Regions from separate parts of the Triticum aestivum genome. Here region 1 is linked to region 2. Evidence: chromatin contacts called from public Hi-C data. All regions are on one chromosome and are shown on one strand. Each heading gives the region's core, a stretch centred on a gene start, on an enhancer-like site or on the middle of the called end of the contact. The rest is flanking DNA. Distances are from core to core; before and after follow the strand shown.

What was found. Hi-C and Micro-C count contacts between places; a contact is called where the count stands out from the background.
Region 1: a contact with region 2 is called in a Hi-C map of leaf, with 6 times the contacts expected there. The contact joins the promoter of LOC123061033 here to the enhancer-like site in region 2. A contact is called at or near these places in 2 of 5 Hi-C or Micro-C datasets (both in leaf).

What each region holds. Positions count from the first base shown.
Region 1 is chr3A:220,391,291-220,397,574 of IWGSC CS RefSeq v2.1, reverse strand. LOC123061033 reads right to left here and starts at 4,963. Exons shown (of 6, transcript XM_044483933.1): 1 at 4,738-4,963; 2 at 4,377-4,427; 3 at 4,186-4,237; 4 at 3,474-3,532; 5 at 2,756-2,801. The coding sequence starts at 4,809.
Region 2 is chr3A:220,052,428-220,058,519 of IWGSC CS RefSeq v2.1, reverse strand. No RefSeq gene overlaps it. Among protein-coding and RNA genes, the nearest start is that of LOC123058259, 68 kb to the left of the region's middle. Within about 2 kb of position 3,064, at least 1 of the 8 cell types and tissues checked has an H3K27ac peak or open chromatin away from gene starts, as enhancers often do. A contact at or near this core is called in leaf, where this site is marked.

The DNA.
Region 1 (6,284 bases), core at 3,714-6,213, 340 kb before region 2:
TGTTCTTGCTGAGCCCACTTCCTATCAGACTGCCATGACTCAGCCTGAGTGGCAACTTGCGATGGCCGGAGAGCTTGCTGCCCTTGAGCGCTCAGGCACATGGGATTTGGTTCCCCTCCCTTCCTGTGTTCGTCCCATCACCTGCAAGTGGGTCTACAAGATTAAGACTCGCTCTGATGGTTCTCTTAAGCGCTACAAAGCTCGTCTTGTGGCCCGTGGTTTTCAGCAGGAGCAGGGACGCGATTATGATGAGACTTTCGCTCCTGTGGCCCACATGACCACTATCCGCACTCTTTCTTGCTGTGGCTTCTGTTTGTCATTGGTCTATCTGTCTATCTCTCAACTTGATGTCCAGAACGTCTTTCTCAATGGCGAGTTGCGTGAGGAGGTATATATGCAGCCACCACCGGGGTACTATGCCCCTGATGGTATGGTCTGTAGACTTCGGCGCTCCCTCTATGGTCTTAAACAGGCCCCTCGCGCCTGGTTTGAGCGCTTCGCCTCTGTGGTGACTGCCGCTGGTTTCTTGCCCAGTGATCATGATCCCGCGTTGTTTGTTCACACGTCTCCTCGTGGTCGGACTCTTCTCTTTCTCTATGTTGATGACATGATCATCACTGGTGACGACTCTGAGTACATTGCCTTTGTTAAGGCTCGCCTTCGCGACCAGTTTCTCATGACTGATCTTGGTCCACTTCGCTATTTTCTTGGGATTGAGATCTCCTCGACCTCTGATGGCTTCTACATCTGACAAGAAAAATATATTCAGGATCTTCTTGCTCGCGCTGCTCTCGATGATGAGCGCACTGTTGTGACTCCTATGGAGCTCAACGTTCAGCTTCGTGCCTCTGATGGTGACCCTCTTCCTAACCCCACTCGCTATCGTCACCTCGTTGGCAGTCTTGTCTATCTTGCTATTACGCGTCCTGACATCTCCTATCCTGTCCACATCCTGAGTCAGTATGTTTCAGCCCCCACCTCTGTCCACTATAGTCACCTCCTCCGTATTCTACGATATCTTCGTGGCACGATCTCTCAGCGCCTTTTCTTTCCCCACTCCAGTTCTCTTGAGCTCCAGGCCTACTCTGATGCTACCTGGGCTAGTGATCCCTCTGATCAACGCTCGCTGTCTGCTTACTGTGTCTTTCTTGATGGCTCTCATTGCCTGGAAGACAAAGAAACAGACTGCGGTTTCTCGCTTGAGTACAGAGGCTGAGTTGCGGGCCATGGCTATGTTGACGGCTGAGGTGATCTGGTTACGGTGGTTACTTGAGGATTTTGGTGTGTCTGCTACTACCTCGACTCCCCTTATTGTCAGATAGTACTGGTGCTATCAGTATTGCGCGTGACCCGATGAAGCATGAGCTCACCAAGCACATCGGTGTGGATGCCCACTTTGTGCGTGCTGTTGTGCAAGATCAGACTCTCGCTCTTCACTATGTGCCCTCTGAGTTACAGTTGGCTGACTTCTTCACGAAGGCACAGACTCGAGCGCAGCATACCTTTTTCCTCTCCAAACTCAGTGTTGTTGATCCACCATGAGTTTGAGGGGGGGTGTTAGATGTGTATAGTCCCTTTTCGGTATATCCCCATTGTATAAGGGGTTTTCTGCACTTTGACACACATGTATATGTAATGGCCTTTGGCCCTCAGTAAAGTCAGTTGCTCATTCTCCAACAAATACCACCTCCCCTAGTCATCTACATGGCTTTGTCTGTGTCCATCGCATCTAGTTTGAACTTTAAACCTTCTGGTTTATAAAGGGTGGTTTGTCTGGATTGGACAGGACAAGGTTCTCCTCACTTGCTTAATGAGCAGACCAATATCATATTGCACTTCATAAGTACGCCAAAATAAAGGAAAATACTATTACAAACACCAAAATAACAAACTGTGTAGTTCACAGGGTAAATTTGCATCTGATGAAGGTTATGCAGGTGCACAGCTATAGGCCAGTACTCAGGGCTCATACTCGATACGCCCACAGCTATGCAGCTCCGGCCAACACTCATTGGCAGCTAAGCCAGTTAGGATCTAGTTTCCCTCCTGTGTCAACTTTGTTTGGACGTACTCATCTACTATCACATGTGTGTACTCTGTATTGGTGAATGAATGCAAACCAGTGAAAAGATGATGTGGGGTTCAATTCAGTCCAGAAGCCTTCATGACAATGAAACTTCATAAAAGCATTTGCTTTGGAATCCCCAAAAGGTACAAGCGTGTTTTATAGCCAAATAGAGCATGGCTAATAGTGTAGTCAGCTGCTGGATATATTAAGTTGTCATGTCATGTAAAGCTATCATTTGCAATCACTCATATAAAAAGGTTGGCTACAAGCGTAATACTTTTTTCACCTTCTCTCTTTCTCTTTTTCATATTTATTGCCGTTGCCTAGGAGCACGTGTATAGGCAGGCTCTTGCATGAGATCCCATTCCTCTTGCTTTTTCATGTCACACTCCTCCACATAAGCAAACATGCCATGTAACCAGGCTACAAGCCTGTTATTATACTTGCTCATAGGCAGGCTAAGTGAAACATCACTAGTGACAAAAACTGTCAAGTGGAGCCAAGGAATGGAAACTGTTCCAATGCAGAACATCTCTATAAATTACTTGTAATGATGTCCAGTGAAATACAGAAAATAATCTACCAACCATGACATCAAGGAAATAATAATAGAATAGATTTTTAGATAGCAGAATTACAAGCATAAAATAGATAAATATATTAAAATACAGAAGAGTATTGCCTCACCTGCTAATCCAGCACACGCAGAAGAGAATACAACAACTGGAGGGGCCTGCAGGAGGAAAAGGGTCAGACCAATGGACCTCATCAGACTGAACAAAAAATAGCATCCCAATGCAATCTTTGCACCAAAAATTCTCAAAGAAAGGAATAAAAGGCGATAAACTCTCTTGGTATGCAACTGTAGCTGGCTGTACAGTTAAGCAATGCTAGTCTGGGGAACCCGTCCCAGTAATAAAACTTGCTGATGTACGGAATGGTATGAAACTCAGCACATTGGCACAGTGAATATTCAGTGCTATGTTTACATACCAGACTACACAACTGATGCGTGCTTAAAGAAATTTCAAGAAAACTAGAGCTTGATGACACCAAAAAAAAACCCGCCTATTTTGTCTCAACATAGCCGGTTCCAAGCCTGGGTAAAGGAGGATTGTGATGCTATCCACGTGCCAGAACAATGACTAGGTTCCGATATCTTATGGGTTTCAACTCTAGCCTACCCCAACTTGTTTGGGAATGAAAAGATTTGTTGTTGTTGTAGGTTCTAATGTTGTCACTGTGATTGTTTGGGCAGTGGATGACCATTAGAGCATATAAATGTGCCCATCAAGTGATAAAAAGAACATCTTAGAGCTGCATCATTCCAAATAATTCATGCTAAAAAGAACATGCATAAGATAATATCAACATATGGAAAAGGGAAAATGGACACTGTACTTACACCAACAAGAAAATGCATCCACATTGGCCCTTTTATGTAACGCCGAACAACAGGCATAGCTACATAAAAAAAATCCAAAGTTAATGCTAATCTGAAGATAATATTATTATTTAGTATATATAATTGTATAATAGCATAATTTAAAAAATGGCATAAAAAGCTAAGTGATTTCATTCTAGACCCCTTTGCAACAAAAGACCAAGCAGGTAAATCCACTTCATGTAAATAAAGTTGAGCCAATATCATGTGTATTGCCGGGAGAAAAAAATGCATGCATGTAGGCATGTACAGGGAGGTGTTTTACAAGAACATTAATAATCATTTTTGATACGGCAACAAGGTACATGCATATCTGAATAAGATTTGAAATGATATTGAGGATCCTATAAGATGATATCTGAATATTTTCACGAGATTTGAAATGCTATTGCGGATCCTATAAGATTAATGACAGGTATTACAATGCAAACTAGCAACACATCTCACAAGTTACAACCAGACAAACAAGGTGGTGTGCTGCATAAGAAGTTATAGAATCTCAAACTGAACACTATATATAATTCATCCAACAAATGATGAAGAAAGCAAAACTATTTCTCACAACATACAAAACCAATTGTCACACAAATACACCAGCATCTTTTAAGTAACTGAAAATTTAGAAGAGCTGGATGTATCAATCACTCATTGATCAAAATGGTAGCCAGCATACCATGATTAAACGCATAAAACGCGCCTGCAGTACCCCCAACAGCGGAACCAATCTGTTCCATATGGCCATGTTTATATATTAGTACACGGGTGGAAAGCACAAAACAAAAGGCAGTGCTTGGAAAGTTTCCAGTTTGGACTAAAAAGACGAATAACTCGCACTGGTGAGTGGTAAAAGGCGATGGAACAAACCATTGAGAAGCTATCTCGAACCAATGGAGTCACGGTCCAGCTGCTAGTTTCCTTCATAAGCCCAAAAAACATGCATTAGCGCAATTAACCACATAAGTTGCCTTACAAGGAAGCTATAACAGTACAAACTCGCTGCTTGCATCAGTACAAGCAGATAACAACAGCACAAAATTGCATCAGTTACATCAGTCCAAAAAAAATGCAACAACGGGCGTTTGATTACGAAACACAAACCAGCATACAAGCAATAGTCATGCTATAATTCAGGCAAAATCTACAAAGGGGTGCAAATCTGTACGAAGAACAAAGGGGTGTAGCGGCGGCGGCAGAGGATGTGAAGGGGGGAGAAGGCGGTCAGTACCATGTCCTTGGAGAGGGGCCCTGCGCAGTGGTGGCACCTCTTGGGTAGCTCCGGGGCGGCGTGCTCCGACATGGCGCCCCAGAGAGATGAGAGATGGCCCGCCGGGTGGATGGATCCGCCCCGAGCTAGCGGGAGGAAGGGAAGCTCTGTCTGACCTGTCGCCGCAGCCGCAGGAAACAAAACAGAACAAGGCCCCTTCGTTAAAACCCTTCGATTTTGGAGCGGCCACGATTCGACCACCGCCTAGCCGCAGCCGTCCGATTTCTTCTTTCTTCGCCTCCAAGTCGTGATTCTTCGGCCTTAGCCGGATCGGGCCAGGCCAGTTGCGACAGTCAAGGCCGGCCTGTCATGTTAATGGGCCAGGCTGATCTTGTCATCCCTAGACAAACAGCTCTGAGCATGTGCCAACCTACGGCATTTCTTTTTTTTTAGCATCAATACAGACACAAGCGCTCATATACACGCGCATACATTTACCCCTATGAACGCACACACGCATACCCTATCCTTATGAGCACCTCCGAGAGACTGAGCCGGCATATCATCTTGAGATTTACGAAGTCACCGTAAGCGCCTCGTCGTCGATGAGAACGTCTCCTCCCACTGAAAGCGCATCGCCGAAAATGCTGAAATAAATCCAGAAATAATGCGAGTACCAGGATTTGAACCCTGATGGGTTGGAAATATCACTGTTCACCTAACCAACAGGTTGATTTGCAACCTACGGCATTTCCTAACGGGCGCCTTAAGCACCCGTTTCTTCAGTAAACGCAAACGGGCGCATACCCCTCGCGCCGCGCTGGGCCGGCCCGTGTCTTTTTTAAAAAAAACTGCAGCAAAAATCGAATTTCCTAAGCGCAGCATCGAACTCGTGATCTGTAGTTGATAAAGGAGCGCACTGAGCAGCAGGACATCCTACCGCGAGTGTCTATTGACTTCTTCCCGCTATTTTTATTACCTAGGCCGCGGGAGCCCCCCAAACCAATTTTCCACGGCTTCGTGATTTCTAGGCGTTTTTTTCTGGTTCCTTTTTTCCTTTTCTTTTTATTTTCTTAAATGCGCGAACGTTTTTTCAAAGTCGTAAACTTTTTTCAAGTTGAATTAACTTTTGTTAAAATCAGTGAACTTTTTCAAATTTGAGGAAAAAAATTCAAAATCGATGAATTTTTTTGAATTTGATGAAAGGTTTTCAAAATCGATTAACTTTTTTTAAATTCTGTGAATTTTTAAAATCGATGAACTATTTTTATCATTCAGTGAACTTTTTTCTAAGTCGATGAACTCTTTTTCAAAATCGTTGAACTTTTTTAAATTTGTTGAAATTTTTTTAATCGATGAACTTTTTTTAAAATTCAATGAACTTTTTTCAAAATCGATGAACTCTTTTTCAATATTGATGAACTCTTTTTCAAAACCGATGAACTTTTTTTAAATTCGATGAACTTTTTTTAAAATTCAGTGAACTTTTTTCAAAATCGATGAACCCTTTTCAAATTCGATGAACTTTTTTCAAATTCGATGAACTTTTTTCAAATTCGATGAACTTT
Region 2 (6,092 bases), core at 1,815-4,314:
ATATTAAAAACCTGTTTTTGTAAAAAAATATTGAACATGTACTTGAAAAATGTTAAACGGGTATAAAACAAAAAAATTAAGAACATATAAAAATGTTGAATGCATATGAAAAAAGGGTACACGTGTATTGAAAAACAAACCATGTGAAAACCAACAAAAGAAACAAAAAGGAAAGCCAAAAACCCAAGAAAGAAAGAAAGAAAGAAAAGAAAAGTATAAAGAAGATGAAAAAGAATAAACCAAAAAATCATTGAAAAAACAAAGAAGAAAATGACAAACCAGTGCAAAGCAAAAAAAAAGAAAAACAAAAAGGAAACCAAATAGGGAAAAAAACCAAACAAGGATGTGTGTACAGCGAATGGCAACAGATAAATGGGTCGGCCCGCTAGGCGTTGCCCGTAGGCGGTTTCTATTAGAAGACGGTTGTGTGTAGCCTTGGCGTCAATGGACTGTCCTTTTTGGATTTTTACATCGCCCGCTAGGAAAACAACTCGCTCGCGCCCCAGTGGGCCAGCAAGTGGCGTGAGTGTACGTGACACTCCTATGCGATGCAAGGGCCCCTAAAAATGAAAAACGTTTCGAGCCGGAGCACCGACTGAAACTTCGGCTGGCCTTGCCAGTCTCGTCCGATCTGGGACGACTGAACGTCCCCATTTTCTCCTGGCCCACACACCGACCGACTCCCTCGGCCTTATCTTCTTCCTCCCGCATCGTTCCTCCTTTCTTTTTCCCCATCTCTAATCCCTCGCGGGACGCGACCATGCACGCACTGCTTTGGACCACCACCTCCTCCTCCCCATCCGCCCACCCGGTTTTGCTGGAACCAGCGAGAATTTTTGCTACCACCGACCGAGGCAGGAGCTGGTACCAACACATGTTTCTGCTACAACCGGTGAAGCCCAAGCTGGAACCAGTACAGCTTTTTGCTACAACCGGCGGGACCCTGAGCTGGGACCAGCAAGTGTTTTTGCTACATCGACTGGGGAGTTTCTACGGCCGCGACGGTGAGCCCTGATTTTTGTTGCTACCGACCACCAAAAAAGCTTCCACCCATAAGATTATTTGCTACCATGGGGAAGCTGCACCCAGCTGATATGTTTCCTTGATAGCGACTTTTTTTTTGCTTAACGGGTGTTGGAACCGGCACCGACGCCGGTGCTGCAACCATCATCGGTGGAAGCTTCTTTGTGGCGAGCTGCGACCTCGTGCCGCAACCCTCAAATGTTTCCTCATGGGGAAAAGTTACAACCGGCCATGGCAAGCTGCGACCTCGCGCACAGCGCTATAGTTGGCGGGGCAGGGGGAGGGGGGCTGGAGAGCTGCGCCGGCGGGCGGCGACGACAAGCTGCAAGCGGGAGGCTACGCGGGGCGTGCAAGCAGGGGTAGGAAGGAATTGCATCGAGGAAAAAAAATTGTACATGAGAGCTATGCAGCGGCTTAATCGGATAGTTAAGCACACACGTATCGTGTGGGTGCACGACGACGGGCCGAAATTTGAACCGGCGCGCCGCCTCCTAGCACTGGCCTAAAAAACTTCCCATATGACGCATGGTCCCTGCTCACAGGGCATTTTCAGTCTTACGGAGCGGGTTGATCGCGCGCGCAAGCACGCCCTAATCCTCATTCCTCAACATTTTTCCCCTGGTGACATGCAGCGATTTTTTTTGCGAACTCAAAACCTTGTATTACTCAATCATGGTCTCATTACAATCATCAGCAACTACCTCCAACACTTCAGGAGGACCCGACCCTAACCAAGTCATAGTCCTATTATTTAGGCGACCAAAAGAAGCTAGCAAGTCGCTCGCCTTATTTCGAGAACGAGCGACGTGAGTAATACGAGTTTGATAAAGACTTAATAAATCTCTGATCTCACTAACTAAAGACGAGTAGATCGAACGATCAATATCACCACATGTGATCATGGCCACCGCAACAGAAGAATCAAGCTCAACTTGTATCGGCAATGTAGTTCGTTGGACCGAAGCAGTCAGGCCCTTCAGGCAAGCGCGAAGTTCAGCCTCCAACACATCCCGGCATACCCGTATCGCCCTGCATGCAGAAAAGATGATACCTCCTGACTCATCTCTTAAGATCATGCCTGCCCCAGCATCTTCACATGACACAAAAGCTCCGTCCGTATTCAGTTTTGTCCACCCCTGCTTCGGTTTTTCCCAACGAGATAGCTTAGCCTTTACAGCAGCCGTTTGAAGATCCATCATCATACTGGCTTTCCCTTTCACCGAGTCCACCCCTTTATCGTTCTTAATGGCCATCAGAGAGTGAAGGTAACTCTGTAGGAAACGGACCGATACTTCCATCTGCGGTGCCGGTTTATGATGCACCACCTCATTGCGTATGTACCAACTTCTCCAGAGCACAAGGAGAATCATACACCTCTCAATATCACTCATAGGCGCGAGAACTTGCAGTAGCCACTCCCTACCACAATTAACAATTGACTGTAGCTGAGGTAATCTCCAGACTTTGGCCATTCTCAAATAAAGATCCCTCCCCAATTGGCAGCGCACGAACGGGTGAAAATTATCTTCCGTGTCTAATCCACAAACCGGGCAAACATTCGTGGTCTCCAGACCAATCTTATGCTTATTTTTCCATGTTGGCAGTCCATCCGTCGCGACCCTTCATGCAAACTTTGCCATTGTTGGCGGAGCACCACACCTCCAGATGAACTTCCAGCAACTTCTTGCCCCGGTCGGCGACGAACTGGAAGATACTGTATTGAACCTGTGAATCTCGTCGAACGCAAAGTGGTATGCACTCTTCACAGAGAAGACACCCATCTTGTCCGGCCCCCATGCAAGAATATCCTCTAGTGTTGAACTTTGGGTAGTTGAGAGGAGTGTCTCTAGTGTTGAACGGTCCAAGTGACTCTACAAGAGAGAAGCAAAAGGAAGCGTTCTTTTTCTCTCTTTCACCCTGATCCACAGAAACCCGCGTGGTGCAAGAAAGCACCTCCGGGTCGGGTCCTACACAAAAGTGACCCGATTCCATGCGAAAATGGCACTTGTGCTTGCAACCAACATATGGTCTGGATTGTTTTGGGATGGGAGATCCTGTGTGCCATGTGGCTCGTGGGGGCTGCCGGTCAAGGTGGGTCCTAGCCCATGCGCTAATGGATTTTGATACGTGGAAATCGGTTCGGGTTTAATTATGTGGCTGGGAACAGAGCTTCCACCAAAGCCAGCTTTTTTATACTCCCTCTGTAAACTAATATAAAAGCGTTTAGATCACTATTTTAATACTCTAAACGCTTTTATATTAGTTTACATAGGGAGTACTTATTACTACTAGTAGTAACGTAACGTGCGGTATACACAACTAGTCAGTGCTTAATCTACCGTGAAACCATAGGGCGTATGCGTTGGTAACCATGATTTTACTAGGTCAGTGCTTAACCTACTGACAAATGGATAGCTACTGCTAATAAGATTGAGGAATCTGGTTGCTCTATCATATGCTTGCAAGAAGAAGAAGAAGAAGAAAAGAAAATCCTTTGATCATGGTTATGTTAAAAAAAATTACCCCACGAGATTAAAAAAAAATGAAACTCCATGGGCACTAGCACCCACGGTTTTATTGATATAGAAGAAGCATCCCTCATGAGAATTCCAGAAATTCGTCCCCGACGTGAATCGAACTCTGGTCGTTGGGTTTACAATCATGCGCCCCCAACCACTGGGCTATGCCCACGTCCTCTACCCCACGAGATTGAATAAGTTTGAATATCTTCCATCTATAGGAGCATCTGGTGGGCTGCTAACTGCCTGAAATGAATATATGTTTTATGGACAAATGATTTTTTAGAACAAATTATCGCTTTCAATTCAGTTCACTTATATTCACATTGGTGCCACACGGATCCTCACCAATATATACAATATGAGCCATGCCAGCAAGAGGATAAGATGGGATTCATTGGAGTAGTCTACGGAGGTGAGTGAACCAGAGTGGCACCGGTGATTAGGTCACCCTTCCTAGCTCCTCTCTATTGGGCATACCTAGAGTGGCACCGGTTGTGAACTAGGGTCAATGCCTTTTAGCTATTTGGGCATACCTATTCATCATCGGAAATTATTCATTAAGGAGTGGAAGTGCATCGAGGACCGAATTGAAAAGAAGTTAAGTTGTTGGAAAAGCAAGTTAATGTCCTATGGTGGTCGACTAGTACTCATTAACTCTGTCTTGACAAGTATGTCGATGTTTCTGCTCTCCTTTTTTGAGGTACCTAAAGGGGTACGAAGGAGACTAGACTTCTTCCGATCTCGATTCTTCTGGCAGTCTGATGAGGCCAAGAAGAAATACCGCTTAGCTCGCTGGGATATATTATGTCGACCTAAGGACCAGGGGGGTCTCGGCATTGAGAATCTAGAGATCAAGAATAAATGTCTTTTAAGCAAATGACTTTTCAGGCTTTCGGTAGAGAACGACGGGATGTGGGCACAAATTTTACGAAACAAATATTTACAGTCCAAAACTCTAGCACAAGTTAACGTGAGGTCATCCGATTCGCCTTTCTGAAAGGGCCTAATGAGAACTAAAGACTTATTCTTTCGTAGAACCAAATTCACTATTGGCAATGGGATGTCAACACAATTTTTGGAGGATACATGGCTAGGGGAGACGCCCTTAGCTGTTCAATATCCAAGTCTATATAATATTGTCCAACGTAAGGAAGATTACGTTGGCACGATATTACAATCGGTACCTCTAAATATTCAGTTTAGGCGATCTTTGGTTGGGGAGAGATGGAATTCATGGATACATCTAGTACGGAGAGTGATGGATGTACAATTAACCGACCAATCGGATTCCTTACATTGGACACTGACCAAGAATGGCTCATTCACGGTCAAATCATTTTATTTGGACCTAATTAACTCTGGCTTCCTCCCGAGATCCATTCATATCTGGAAAGTTAAGGTCCCCTTGCGTATCAAAATTTTCATGTGGTTCGTACATAAACAAGTGATACTCACCAAAGACAATCTGTTAAAACGACATTGGGTAGGCAGCTCACGATATTGTTTTTGTGATAATAATGAAACAATACAACACCTTTTCATCGATTGTCCTTTGGCAAAACTTTTATGGCGCACTATTCATATAGATTTCAACATTGCCCCTCCAATTAACATTGAATCGTTGTTTGGGACGTGGTTAGATGGGGTGGATCGCAATACTACGAGTCATATTCGAGTTGGAATATGTGCTTTTTTGTGGGCTATATGAAACTGCAGGAACGATATGATCTTTAACAGGCAACAATTTTTAAACTTCTTGCAGGTTATCTTTAGAGCTACTGCATGGATCCGTACATGGTCCTTACTCACTCCTACGGAATCCAGGGAGCCGCTGGTTATTGGGTGCAACCAATGGGAGATGGTAGCACGGGTTATATTCAACCGATTTGGATGACGGACGCTTAAAAGGATAGGAGTTTAGGTCTCTAGTCCTGTTACCATCATCGGTTGTAATCTTGAGGTCTTTTATGGCTTTGTCATCCCGTTCCTTTTTGCGAGCTGTAATACTTTGGATACTATTTGTTTTTCGAGACTTTTAATAATATGGATGCATGCATCATTCAGATGCAGAGGCCGGGGGCACGCCTTCTTTTCCAAAAAAAAGCTCCTGTCTATTGATCGGGGTTCACAACTAGGTTGGGAAAATAGTGTCTCAAATTTTTGCTTGTCATAAGTCAAACGAAATGTTCGTAATAAAAAAACTTTGTTCTTTTACACTCTAATAACTGGATGGAAAAAATTAAACAGCAAGAGCAAACATAAAACGCTGGCTCCGTTGGGATACTCTGAGCACCTACAACCAGGATTGCAAAATATGACCTTTTATACCGAAAAAGGCTTTCGCCCCGCTTTATAAATAAACCATCATAGCCACAAGGTATAGCAAAGGTCCACCCACACACACACACACACCCACACACAAAGTCACACCACAAATAGTACAAGAGGGTTCTGCTGAGGGCGCAGCTCAACAAGCCCTGAAAACGAAAACAAAGGCGGATAACCCGCAATAGCAGCTAAGAAGCTAATCCATCTCTGGTGGTAGAG